Regions from separate parts of the Hordeum vulgare genome. Here regions 2 and 3 are each linked to region 1. Evidence: chromatin contacts called from public Hi-C data. All regions are on one chromosome and are shown on one strand. The core of a region is the stretch at or near the end of the contact, and the rest is flanking DNA. Distances in the headings are between cores, read along the strand shown.

What was found. Hi-C and Micro-C count contacts between places; a contact is called where the count stands out from the background.
Region 2: a Hi-C map of leaf shows a contact between it and region 1, with 4 times the contacts expected there. The contact joins the enhancer-like site here to the promoter of LOC123449250 in region 1. A contact is called at or near these places in 4 of 6 Hi-C or Micro-C datasets (leaf and seedling).
Region 3: a Hi-C map of leaf shows a contact between it and region 1, with 8 times the contacts expected there. The contact joins the promoter of LOC123449252 here to the promoter of LOC123449250 in region 1. A contact is called at or near these places in 3 of 6 Hi-C or Micro-C datasets (leaf and seedling).

Annotation. Positions count from the first base shown.
Region 1 is chr4H:522,232,777-522,236,727 of MorexV3_pseudomolecules_assembly, forward strand. It overlaps LOC123449250 (U-box domain-containing protein 75), which reads left to right and starts at 1,728. Exons shown (of 1, transcript XM_045126397.1): 1 at 1,728-3,951. The coding sequence starts at 2,171. The coding sequence ends at 3,553.
Region 2 is chr4H:522,365,331-522,369,072 of MorexV3_pseudomolecules_assembly, forward strand. No RefSeq gene overlaps it. Among protein-coding and RNA genes, the nearest start is that of LOC123449251, 8.8 kb to the right of the region's middle. Within about 2 kb of position 1,966, at least 2 of the 3 cell types and tissues checked have open chromatin away from gene starts, as enhancers often do. A contact at or near this core is called in leaf, where this site is marked.
Region 3 is chr4H:522,394,618-522,398,245 of MorexV3_pseudomolecules_assembly, forward strand. LOC123449252 (lecithin-cholesterol acyltransferase-like 1) reads right to left here and starts at 1,586. Exons shown (of 2, transcript XM_045126398.1): 1 at 903-1,586; 2 at 1-774. The coding sequence starts at 1,270. It overlaps LOC123449253 (heptahelical transmembrane protein ADIPOR3), which reads right to left. Exons shown (of 3, transcript XM_045126399.1): 2 at 3,104-3,425; 3 at 1,620-2,435. The coding sequence ends at 1,782.

The sequences.
Region 1 (3,951 bases), core at 478-2,977:
GGGGCACCCATTCGTCGCTGTGCCCGTCGGCCGTCGGTCCACCGTGGGCCTCGGTTCTGCTCGGTGAAGGAAAGAAAAACTACGAGCCTCCCCTCCTGCACCTGGTTGCGTTGCGTGCCTCCTCGCCAACGTACGCCGTGCTGCGTACTCCACCGGGCACGTACGGCGCAACAGCGGCCCTGTGCTGTGCAGCAATAGTGGCCGATCGCCGGACGGACGGACGGACGCGTCGCCGTCGATGGGTGGTGTCATGTTCACGTCGCGTTTACTGTCCGCCGTTTGACCTGCTGTGCACCATCATCTGCACGGCCGCGCGTACGTACGCGCTACGTGTGTTGTGTATGGCTGGCAAGAAGGCACTGTGAGCGTCGGCGTTTAATTTCCGCAGAGTCGTAGAGCCCATGTACCACCGTGCGGCGCGCCGGAGCGGCCAGGCAGGCCGCCGGTCAAGGAGCGCATTTTTCAAAGCCTTGAGCTTTGGCCATGTCTAGTTTCGGCTTTCTTTCTTTCTTGTAGGGGTGGTGGTACTGGTGCACACTGTTTGCTCGCTCACTTTTGCTTGCTTTTATATGTTTTCCTTTGGTCCCTTTCACTTCCTTTGCCCGGCCTCCGGCCCCCGTGGTCGTTGGTCCTGGTCACGGTCGCACCGGATGGATCTATTTAATTAAGACGTACGCAAAAGGAGGGCTCCAACCTGGCATCAATGCACGTGCGATGTTTTCCATCCTTTTATTTTTCTCTTTGGATTTGAACGGAGGTTTGAATAAGTTGATGACAACATATTGTACACGCACCGACTTTGTTCAAGCTAAAGCAAGCTTGTGTGTGACAAATCTTCCTTGTTGAAACGTAGTGCCGTTTTTCTCATTTCCTTGCCCACAAGTTATCTAATACCACTACTACTGCTAATCCGGGTTGGTCAGAGAATTGAGTGTGCAAGCAAAGCGGTCAAAGAGAGGGACTGTCAAGCGTAAACGCAACGTGATCACGCGCGGGTCACGAGGAGGCCTGCGTCCTTGTTGTCCTTGAGGCGATTCAAAAAACGGAAAAAGGGAGAAAAACAAAGCCCCGCCCTCTCTGCCGATCTTGATCCCACCGCACGTGCGGTCCGCGTGCCCTAGATTTAGATTTAGAGTACGTAGTACGTACTACTACCACGCAGCACGCACGCACGCACGCCCGTCTCGAATCCGTCGCGGTCACCGGTCAGCAGCCTCCTCAAGCTCCGCTGCTGACCGCCCCCGTTCCCCAGAACAAAAAAAAAATGTTGGAAACGGGAAACAAAACAGCATGGCCATCTCCTAGGAAGAATGGTAAAAATCACATCAAACCTAGAAGGAAGGAGATCACCACCGAGACAAAACCATATGACATTGCCACCATTTCCTGCAAGATTCTTCCCCATGCCTTCCTGCTTGGTGCTTTTGGCATGGATGGGCCAGTTGCCACACCACTACGCACGCTCTTCCTCTCACCGGTGCTCCAGCATTGAAGAAAAAGGGAAATTGGAACGACAGAAAATCGAGATTCCCAGCGCTGAAATGAATAAAAACGGGGAAGAGTACAAGAGGGTGTGCAGGGGGTGGCCCACCACGCAGGCGGGGCGTCAGTGAGACAGCGAGTGTGCTAATGTGTCTGGTCCCCAGCCCCCACCCGCCCTCGTCCAATCCCCTCTCACTCTCACTCACACCCACCCAAGTAGTAGTAAAATTGCAAATCCGGATAATAATTTCATCAGGATATTCCTGCTCTCTCACTCTCTCCCTTCTTCTCCACCCACTCTAGCTCAGCTGGATCTCAGTCGCATTCTCCGGTTCCTCAACCCCTCCTCCCCTCTTTCCCCCTTCGCCCGCTTATCAGATCTCCTCATATGCCCTGCAATCCGCCTCCATTCCAAAACCCACAAGCTTTCCTCTCAAGCTCCTCGCTCGCTCGCCTCCCCTTTTGACCGGTAGGTAGCCGCAGAACCCCAGAAATCCAAGAAAAGCAGCGGGTCAAGAAAGAGGGAAAGCAAGCGAGGAGGTCGATGATGATGGCGATAAGTCGCCCCATGATTCACCGCATCATTCCGTCTCCTGCGCGACTGTGCTAAAAGGGCCTCGCCGTCCGTGTACTCTTTCGGCGAGCGGTGCTTCCTTGGGCAGACGGTCAGGCCAAGACCACCGCTGCAATGCCGCAGTACCAGGAGCTGCCCTGCGGCGGGCAGGTGCTCGACATCGACACCGCGCTCAAGGACGGCATCCTGGGGTGCGGCCCGGAGCCCGGGGACGGGGCGCTCGGGGACGGAGGTAAGCAGCCGGTGGAGCTGCGGAAGATGATGGACGAGCTGGACGCGGCCGGGGACGCCGGCGGCGGGGACGAGGTCGTGCCGGCCGTCTTCATCTGCCCGATCTCCCTGGAGCCCATGGTGGATCCGGTCACGCTCTGCACCGGCCAGACGTACGAGCGCGCCAACATCTCCCGGTGGCTGGCGTTGGGCCACAGGACCTGCCCGACCACGATGCAGGAGCTCTGGGACGACGCGCTCACCCCCAACGCCACGCTCCGCCAGCTCATCGCCGCCTGGTTCTCCCGCCGGTACACCCGCTTCAAGAAGCGCTCGGCAGACTACCACGGCCGCGCCGCGGACCTCGTCCACGGTCTCCGCGGCACGGCCGTCCCGAGGAGGCACCCCCTCAAGGGCCAGGCCCGCGTCGCCGCGCTCCGGGAGTTGCGCTCCCTCGCCTCCGCCCACCAGTCGGTGACCAAGGCCATAGCTGAGGCCGGCGGCGTGTCGTTGCTGACCTCGCTTCTTGGCCCCTTCACGTCTCATTCCGTGGGGTCCGAGGCGGTGGCCATTCTTGTCAGCGGCGTGCCGCTCGACGGCGACGCTAAGGCGGCGCTGATGCAGCCGGCAAAGGTGTCCCTCGTGGTGGACATGCTCAACGAGGGCGCCGTCGACACCAAGATCAACTGCGTCCGCCTCATCCGCATCCTCATGGAGGAGAAAGGCTTCCGGCCGGAGACGGTGGCGAGCCTGAGCCTCTTGGTCGGCGCCATGCGCCTGGTCCGGGACAAGCGGCACCCGGACGGTGTGGCCGCCGGGCTAGAACTGCTCAATTCCATCTGCGCCGTGCACAGGCCGGCCAGGAGCATGATTGTCAGCATTGGTGCGGTGCAGCAGCTGGTGGAGCTGCTGCCGGAGCTGGCGACGGAGTGCGTGGAGCCAGCCCTGGACATCTTGGATGCGCTCGCCTCGGTCCCTGAAGGCAGGACGGCTCTGAAGGATTGCCCGAGGACGATACCCAATGCCGTCCGATTGCTGATGAGGGTGTCCGAGGCCTGCACGCAGCGTGCCCTGTCGATGCTCTGGGTGGTGTGCAGGATGGTGCCCGAGGAGTCTGCACCCGCTGCCCTGGAGGTTGGGCTGGCCGCCAAGCTTCTCCTGGTGATCCAAAGCGGGTGCGGGCCGGAGCTGAAGCAGCAAGCCTCGGAGTTGCTCAAGCTCTGCACCGTGAATTGCACGTCCACCGTCTTCCTCGCGAAATGCAAGCTCACCAAGACAATTCAGTGAGAAGACTCCGGGACATTGTCCTTCTGGTTGTGATTTGAGTCGATGATGCCGTTCCCCTCGGTCGGTCTCGCATAATCTGGACTGGGAATGGATGAGAGAAACAAATTGCTGCTGGATTAAGACCCTGTGTGTAGATAAACTCAGCAATGCAGGAAGCTTGTCGTGTCATTTAAAGACATGGGGCATGGGGGTGGATCAATGGATCACCCTGCCCATCGACCGGAAGCTAGGATCGAGAAGCAATGCGGCAGCATAAGCACCACCGTAGTTGGTGGCAGGCAGGCCGGCGGCCGGATGTACATGCAAATTGGTGTGAATTTGGTCAGCTCAATAAGCTCTCAAGGGTTGGGTTGTGTGGTAAGTACAGCCAGTTTTGCTATCTACCAGTAGCTGAGAAT
Region 2 (3,742 bases), core at 716-3,215, 130 kb after region 1:
AGGGGGTACTCCATCAACTTGCTGCACCATGTAAGCACTCACACCAGGATCAGGTTGATGGACCTGATTGTAGAGATAATTAGTAGGACTGCTGCTCACTAGAAGAGGTCCATGAACCCCTATTTTGAAAATACCATGTCAAATGGTATGAACAAATCTAGGTAAAAAGGAAATGTATAGAATAAAATATACAAAACTGGTAAAACATTTGAACTAGAAGGATTGGACGCGTTTTGCTGTGCCTTTAGTGTTGTTGGGTTTCCAAAAAGTAACCACTACGTTCCAAAATATAAGGTGTATTACTTTTTAAAAAAGTTATACCTTTTAAGTTTGATAAAATTTATAGAGAAATGTATCAAAAATACAAAATATCAAATCTGTATTTCCTAGATTCATCATGAAATGAATTTCCATAATATTTTGTTTAATATTCTGGATGTCGATTTTTTTTCACTCAACTTGGTCAAAGTTCAAAAAAAGTTAACTTCGTAAAAAGTTATTATCCCTTATATTTTGAAACTGGTGGAATATTTAGGTTGACAAGTGAAGGAGATGATAGAGTGTGCTTTACTTTTATTTATAATGCGGTGATTTAGTGGGCCTCTCGTGGTGTGATTTTTGTTATCCGCTAATCAACCTTTATTTGTATGGAAAAAATTAAGTGTCCGTGGTTGTATGTACTATAACTGGAGCTACAATATCATGTAGTGACGCTTCTTTTTCTAAGTGATGGGAGGGTGCGTGGTATTGAGATGTTTTTATAGAATGGTTGGTGTTGATTGATTTGACAAATTGTTTGCTCGATCAAAATCGTAAACCAAATTCAAAAGTGAATACAACTATTGAACGAAATATGTTCAAAATTAGGGAATATAGCAATTATAAGAAATGAATTGGAGAGCTTGGGAAACTGTTGTTCCAGTCAAAATTGAATGACCCAATTCTAAATTAATTACCTTAATTAATTACGAAGCCTTAAAAATTAGGAAGCATAGTATAGAATATAAAAGATTTGCATGAGAGAGCTGTAAGAAAATATTGACTTAGTCAAAATCGGATGATTGAGTTTTAATTTGAGACCTCAATTAAGTGAGTGTTTTTTAAAACTAGGTAGCTTGGTCCAACGATGAAAAGTTGGCAAATCCGAATATCATTTGCACTACACAAGATTTTGCCATGCGTGGGTACTATACAGAATATTCCATTCATAAGATCAAGCATAGTGCAACCTATGTACTAACCTCAAAGAGCACGTTTCTTCTTTATTCTGGAATCTTCCATACTTTAACACTGCCAAATTTCCTCTTCTTAATGAATTGCTATTGGTTTTTAATTTAACAATATCAATGCATGATATGCACAAATCTGATCACTTCATTGAAGAGGACACACACAAAACTCCATTGCTACAGTAGCAGATCAATGCAACATGTCTTTGAAAAATTGACGTTCACTTTTACTATATTTACTTATACAAGGCTATAACACTATCTTCATGAAATGATTTGTGTTTATTTTTTCAGTGCCATGAACTACGAGAATTAAATCTATAACTCGTACTTGATGCATATGTGATTGTAGATTTATATTTATTAATTGAGTTATGTGATATTTCAATATTCAATTGTACTTTGGTTATGTAAGTTTTCACGTGCAATGCACTCGTAACTACATATGGATGTACATAAACATATTTTATAGTATAGATTCACTCATTTTGCTTCGTATATAGCCTTGTAATAAAATCTCTAAAAGTTCTTATATTTAGGTACGGAGGTAGTAGTACCCACATACATTTAAAATAAACTTAATCATCTCGTATGTCATCAACAAAAAAAGTGAGCTATTGGAAAACTTACAAACTTGCTTAAAAGGAAAAACAAGGCCCAGCAAAAAAAGGACTGACAACGTCCTACACAGGGAAAAAAGTTCCATATTAAATGGCAGTGGTACCTCCTATTTAGCGCGTTAGGCGCTGGCGAACGAGCTAACACCAAACTCTCTTCTCCGCGTGCTTTTTTTGGGCCTGGCCATGTGCTGGGCGCCTTGAATTTCATGTATATATTTCTGAGTATTATATTTTTCTTTAAATGATTTTGGATTCAAAAGAGCTTAAAATATGAAAAATCATGAACGGATTTTTTTAAGGATTCAAATAAATGTTAATTGTTCTAAAAACAATTATATTAATAAAAATGTTCATGATTTTGAAAGAAATGTTCGTCATATCAAGAAATGCTCATGATTTTGTATTTTTTTCATATATTCAAACATGTTGGTGACTTAAAAAAATGTGAGTTCGAAAAATGTCACTAGTTTTATATAAGTCCAAAAATTTGAAGAAATGTTAATGGATTCCTAAAATGTTTTCTGATTCAAAAAAAGTTCATTTATTTCAAAAATGTCCCCTAAAACTAAAATAATGTTTGTGAAGTCGAAAAATTGTTCCCCAATTTGAATGAATGTTCTTTGATTGCACAAAATGTTCCCCAATATAAAAAACTGTTCATGACATTCGTAAACAATGTTCAGACTTTTGAATAACTATTTCTGAATTTTAACAAAATGTTTGCAAGTTCAAAAAATGTTCATGAATTTGTAAAGAAGGTCACAAATTTGAAAAAAAAAATTCAAAATAAGAGAACTAAAAATAAAATAGGAAAAAGAACATAAAAAAGAGATAAACGAATATGAAACAAGTAGAAAAACACAGAAATAGAGTGAAAACCGGAAAGAGCTAATGGGTTGGCCAAAAGTTTGTGCTCGATCGCTAACTAGCGACATGTGCGCCAAATACATTACGCGAGTGGCAGCAATATTTAATACGGAATGAAGGGAGTAAAAAACACGAAATAGGATGGTAGTGTTGTACACGAGCCTTTCCTTTTTTTAGGTTTGCAAATTCCTTGAAATTAAGAGATGGTTTAGAAAAATTGGACACAAAGTATGGAATGAGACTTATAGAGGAGATAATTTAGAAAGATGCAACTTAGGTTTAGGAATGTGAGGAACAAAAATAATTGTTGCACCAAAAAGGTTGATGCTTGGTATAGGAAGATCAAATTGAAAATTATGGCTAAGCTTGATATTATTGACAATTCTTTTAAAGAACATGGGCTATCTGCATTAGATAGAAAAGGAAGGTGATTACATATGGTGATTGTAATACTAGGAAGAGATTAAGTGGTTACAAAGATATAAAAATAAGGTGATTAGATATGGTGATTGTAATACTAGATATCATCATGCTAAAGTGAATGGGAGAAGGAGAAAAAACATAATTGTTTCCCTAAAACAAGATGAAGGTGTTATTGAAGGAGAGGAGGAGTTGATGAAATATATAACTGATTTTTAGAAAAATATTTTTGGGTAACGTGATGGTTCTAACATTTTGTTCTCCAATCAAAAGTAACCAAAAATCTCTAGAGAAGTCATTTATGTTTTCAATGTTGGAGTTTTTGCTGGTTATTCACTCATAGAGGTTTTCATATCTATATATAGCTTTTGAATAGCTCTTGTCGTCGTGAATCCAACAAGCTTGAGTTTGCTCAATTCGGAGCTCGCATGCGAAAGATATGGCAATTCTCATATTCATGCTTTTCATATGTTGCATGTGGTCTATGTGGAATGATCCAAGCGGTAGTACCGCTTCCTGGAGCGGTACTGCCTCTTATGATCGATAGTACCGCCCTAGCAACGGTAGTACCGCTCTCGGGCGGAAGTACTCTGGCCAGTTCCGCTA
Region 3 (3,628 bases), core at 336-2,835, 160 kb after region 1:
ACCACCTTCAGAACCTGGCCTTCCACCCTAGACCACTCCTTCTCGATAGCCACCAGGCTCACCATGTTTATGTCGCCATCGCCGTCGCCGTACACCACCTCCGGCGTTCCCACGAACCCGTCCTCCCCGTACACGAACGTCTCCGGCGTGCTGACGCCGACGCCGATGATGCTGGTCACCGGCACCATCGGCGCCGGGAGGGCCTCCCATGCTGGCAGCACCCGCGTCTCGTACGGCCGGACCCCTTCCCGGAAGCCGACGGCCTCCAAGAACTCCGCGATATTGTGTGCAGTGTACTTCATGTCCCTGGTCACCACCAGCGGCCGGTCCCCGAACACCGTCGGCGTGGGCAGGCGCCAGAGCGCGCTCTGCTGGCTCCGCGCCAGCCGCACCCTCGCCGGCCGCGCGACGTTCGGCAGGCCGTAGTCCATGCCGGCGGCGATGTCGTTCATCCCCTCCGAGAAGCCGCCGAGCGCGGAGGCGACGAGGACGACGCGCTTGAGGAAGCGCCGGCGCCACGCGAGCGGGCGGCCGAGGAGGAACTGGTACGTGAGCGAGCAGCCGAAGCTGTGCGCGACGACGACGACCGGCCGTCCCTGGCTGAGCGAGCTCGCCCTTTCGACGAGCCGCGTGAGCTCGCCGAAGTTGCAGGCGCCCTCCGCGGACGGGTGGCCGCGCGGCGCGACGGAGTAGCGGAAGTCGTAGGGCACGGCGAAGAGGCTCTCGCCGTCGCGGTAGCCCGCGGCCTCCAGCTCCCGCACCAGTTGGTCCCACCTGCCAGTCCAGCAAGCCACATCGCCACCGAAATACAGTACTGGATCAAACATTTGTGGACTAGGAATAATCTACTACTGCTACTAGGAAGCACTGAAACGATGGAGTGGTTGGGAGGTCAGGCTCACCCAGTCAAGCCGCGCGTCGAGCCGAAGAACGGGACCCGGGTCACGACGCCGGCGACGTTGCCGTAGTCGTCGGCGACGGCGTCGTAGACGAGGCTCATCTGGTCCACGAAGCACGGGACCTGTCGGGGGTCGCGCATCGCCGTCTGGTTGATCGGCCACAGCCGGAACCACCCATTCCCCTCACGCGCGCAGCAGCCGGGGGCCGGCGGCGAGTACGCCGCCGTCAGCCGCGCCTCGAGTAGGTTGGACCCGTACCCCGGCACGAGCACGACCGGGTGCAGGCCCTTGACGTCGCCGGCGCAGTGGCTCAGGAGCGGCTGCAAGGCGCCGAGGAGCACGGCCATGGCGACGAGCCTGGATAGATCCATGTGAGCAATATTTTTGCGACAGAGGCATGAATGAGCCACCAACAACAGCAGCGGTGCTGTATTATTCTTAGTACCAAAAAACTGAGAACAATTCAGCCGGTGCAGTGGATGTCAGCCTGTCAAATTACATCACATCGACGAGATTATGAGAGGGCAGCCTAGCTGATGTGTGATGTACTGATGTGCACGGCTGTGAACAGCAACCGCAATCAATTGCCACTCAGATTCCATCACCAAGACAGTAACATATTCCCGGTGTCAAACAAGCTCTTATATTATGGATGGAAGGGAAGGAGTAAGTATCAACATTTTATGAAGCTTGCTGAATTTAATGCCTTTAAGCCAGTCAAAAAAAATTATAATCACCTTAATTTTACTTGTTTATTATGTCTAGTATACACTTTACACGGATCAGTAAATTCATTACCCAGATTGAACAAGTCCTCTATAAATCATCGAGACACAACCATATAACCAAATAAATCTACACCCTGTGACCATAGAACAGCTTTTAGCAGCCCTGCTGATCTCTCCACTTGAGGTACAACAGCCCTGCATGGTAGTGGGTGTAGGCTCCAGCAACAACCAAGACATGGAAGAGCTGGTGGCTGTGCCCAGCAATGTCGAATTTCCCAGGCATCCAGCGCTCAGGCACCCGAGTCGCATACACCAATGCTCCAAGACCGTAGAACAGCCCCATCAAAACTTCATATCCGGTAGTGATCAGTGCCTCTGGCTGGTGCCAGAAAAGGATCAGCTTGTGAAAAACAGGGATCACACCTGATGCTCCCATGCCGAAGAAGAGGCACGCTCGTATGGTTCGGAACTCCGGGTTCTGGAAGACTGGGAGCAGAGAGAATGCGATAGTTGCTAATCCTAGAATAGTTATGAAGCTGAGGTACAGGTTGCAAAAGAAAGGATGGCACATGAAAGAGTAGTATACTGGAGGGTAGAAGGAAGTGGTGATAAGAGCTGCAATGCCCGCATAGTCAAGCCGAAGCATGATATACGCAAGGCGGCGAGAGTGGCAGGAGAGAAGGTGGCATGTGCTGCTGGCAAGAAGGCAAAACATTGCTCCTCCCAAGAAGGCAAAGAATGGCCACCTAGAGATCGGCCTGATAAAGTGTGGTGCAATTACGGTTACGATATCCTCCTGCATGCTTTCCTGCACAGATGAAAACAATCCTCGTTATGTGACAAGTTGTCAACACACAGGTTACATGAGTGATGCAATGCGAATGCTGATCTGCACACAAGTTAATGAGGATCAGATGGAACTCAAGGGAATATATTATAAATACAAAGGCCCTTGCAATGCTCCTACATAAGCCAAAAACAGCGTGAAGATATCACATTGAATTTTTATTCAAAAAAACAAGATATCACATTGAACCATAGTATTGTTATATGTACTCTGTATAGACTATGTCTACCAACAACAATAAAACCTTAGATGCGTCTAAAATCAACTTTTTGGCGAGTGCATACAAAACAAAGGTTCTGCATCTCATAAGCTTGTTTTGATGCTACAGATTTTCCGGTAACCTAACAGGAACTGTTAGACTTCAAGAATTATTTTTCAACTGATAACTATCTAGAAGTCAAATCTTGGCGAGGACCAAACTGGCTTAATTTAGTCAGATGTCAGACAGAATTACTCACATTGGGCATAGCAAGAAGAAACTAGGAAACTAAACAGCTTGGGTTTGATAGTCCAACTTGTAAGATTTTCCAATTAACTGTTGTAAGTAGGTTAACACTGCATTTCTGAACCCTTAAATAAAGCACAGTGATAGTGAGTAAAAAACACTAGATAAGTTGTTGACTACTTACAAGAATAGAAGGATTAGTTTCATTGGAATGGGTAAATCTGTTTGGCAAGCAATTCGAGAGTAATTCCAAGAGACGCCAACGAGATAATGACGGAAGCACATCAATAGAATTCCATGAGCTTCTAAATTCATCCTTCATCTTTTGTAGGTCAGAAAAGTGAGGTAATGAAGGAAGGCATGCCGCAAGCTCCGCCTGAATCTTATGAAGATCAGCATTCCTAAGCATATCAGGTAAATTCTGCAGGCTCTGAAGATCCACATTTGGAACTTTTGTTGCAGTGTATATGGTCAAAGCAAGGAAGATGAAGAATCCTATCAAGTGCCTGAAGTAGACACAAAGAAATAGCTTTATTAGATCAGAGATGATCAGGAAATTCATCATTCTGCTAAATCATATCGGCAAAATAAATAAATAAATGAACAGGGGAGGAGCCCTGTGTAATTTTATCAAGGTAGAAGCGATTGTGAGATCCCATGATTCACTCCTGACAGGAATTGAACCCTAGTCGGCAAGGACACACCACCA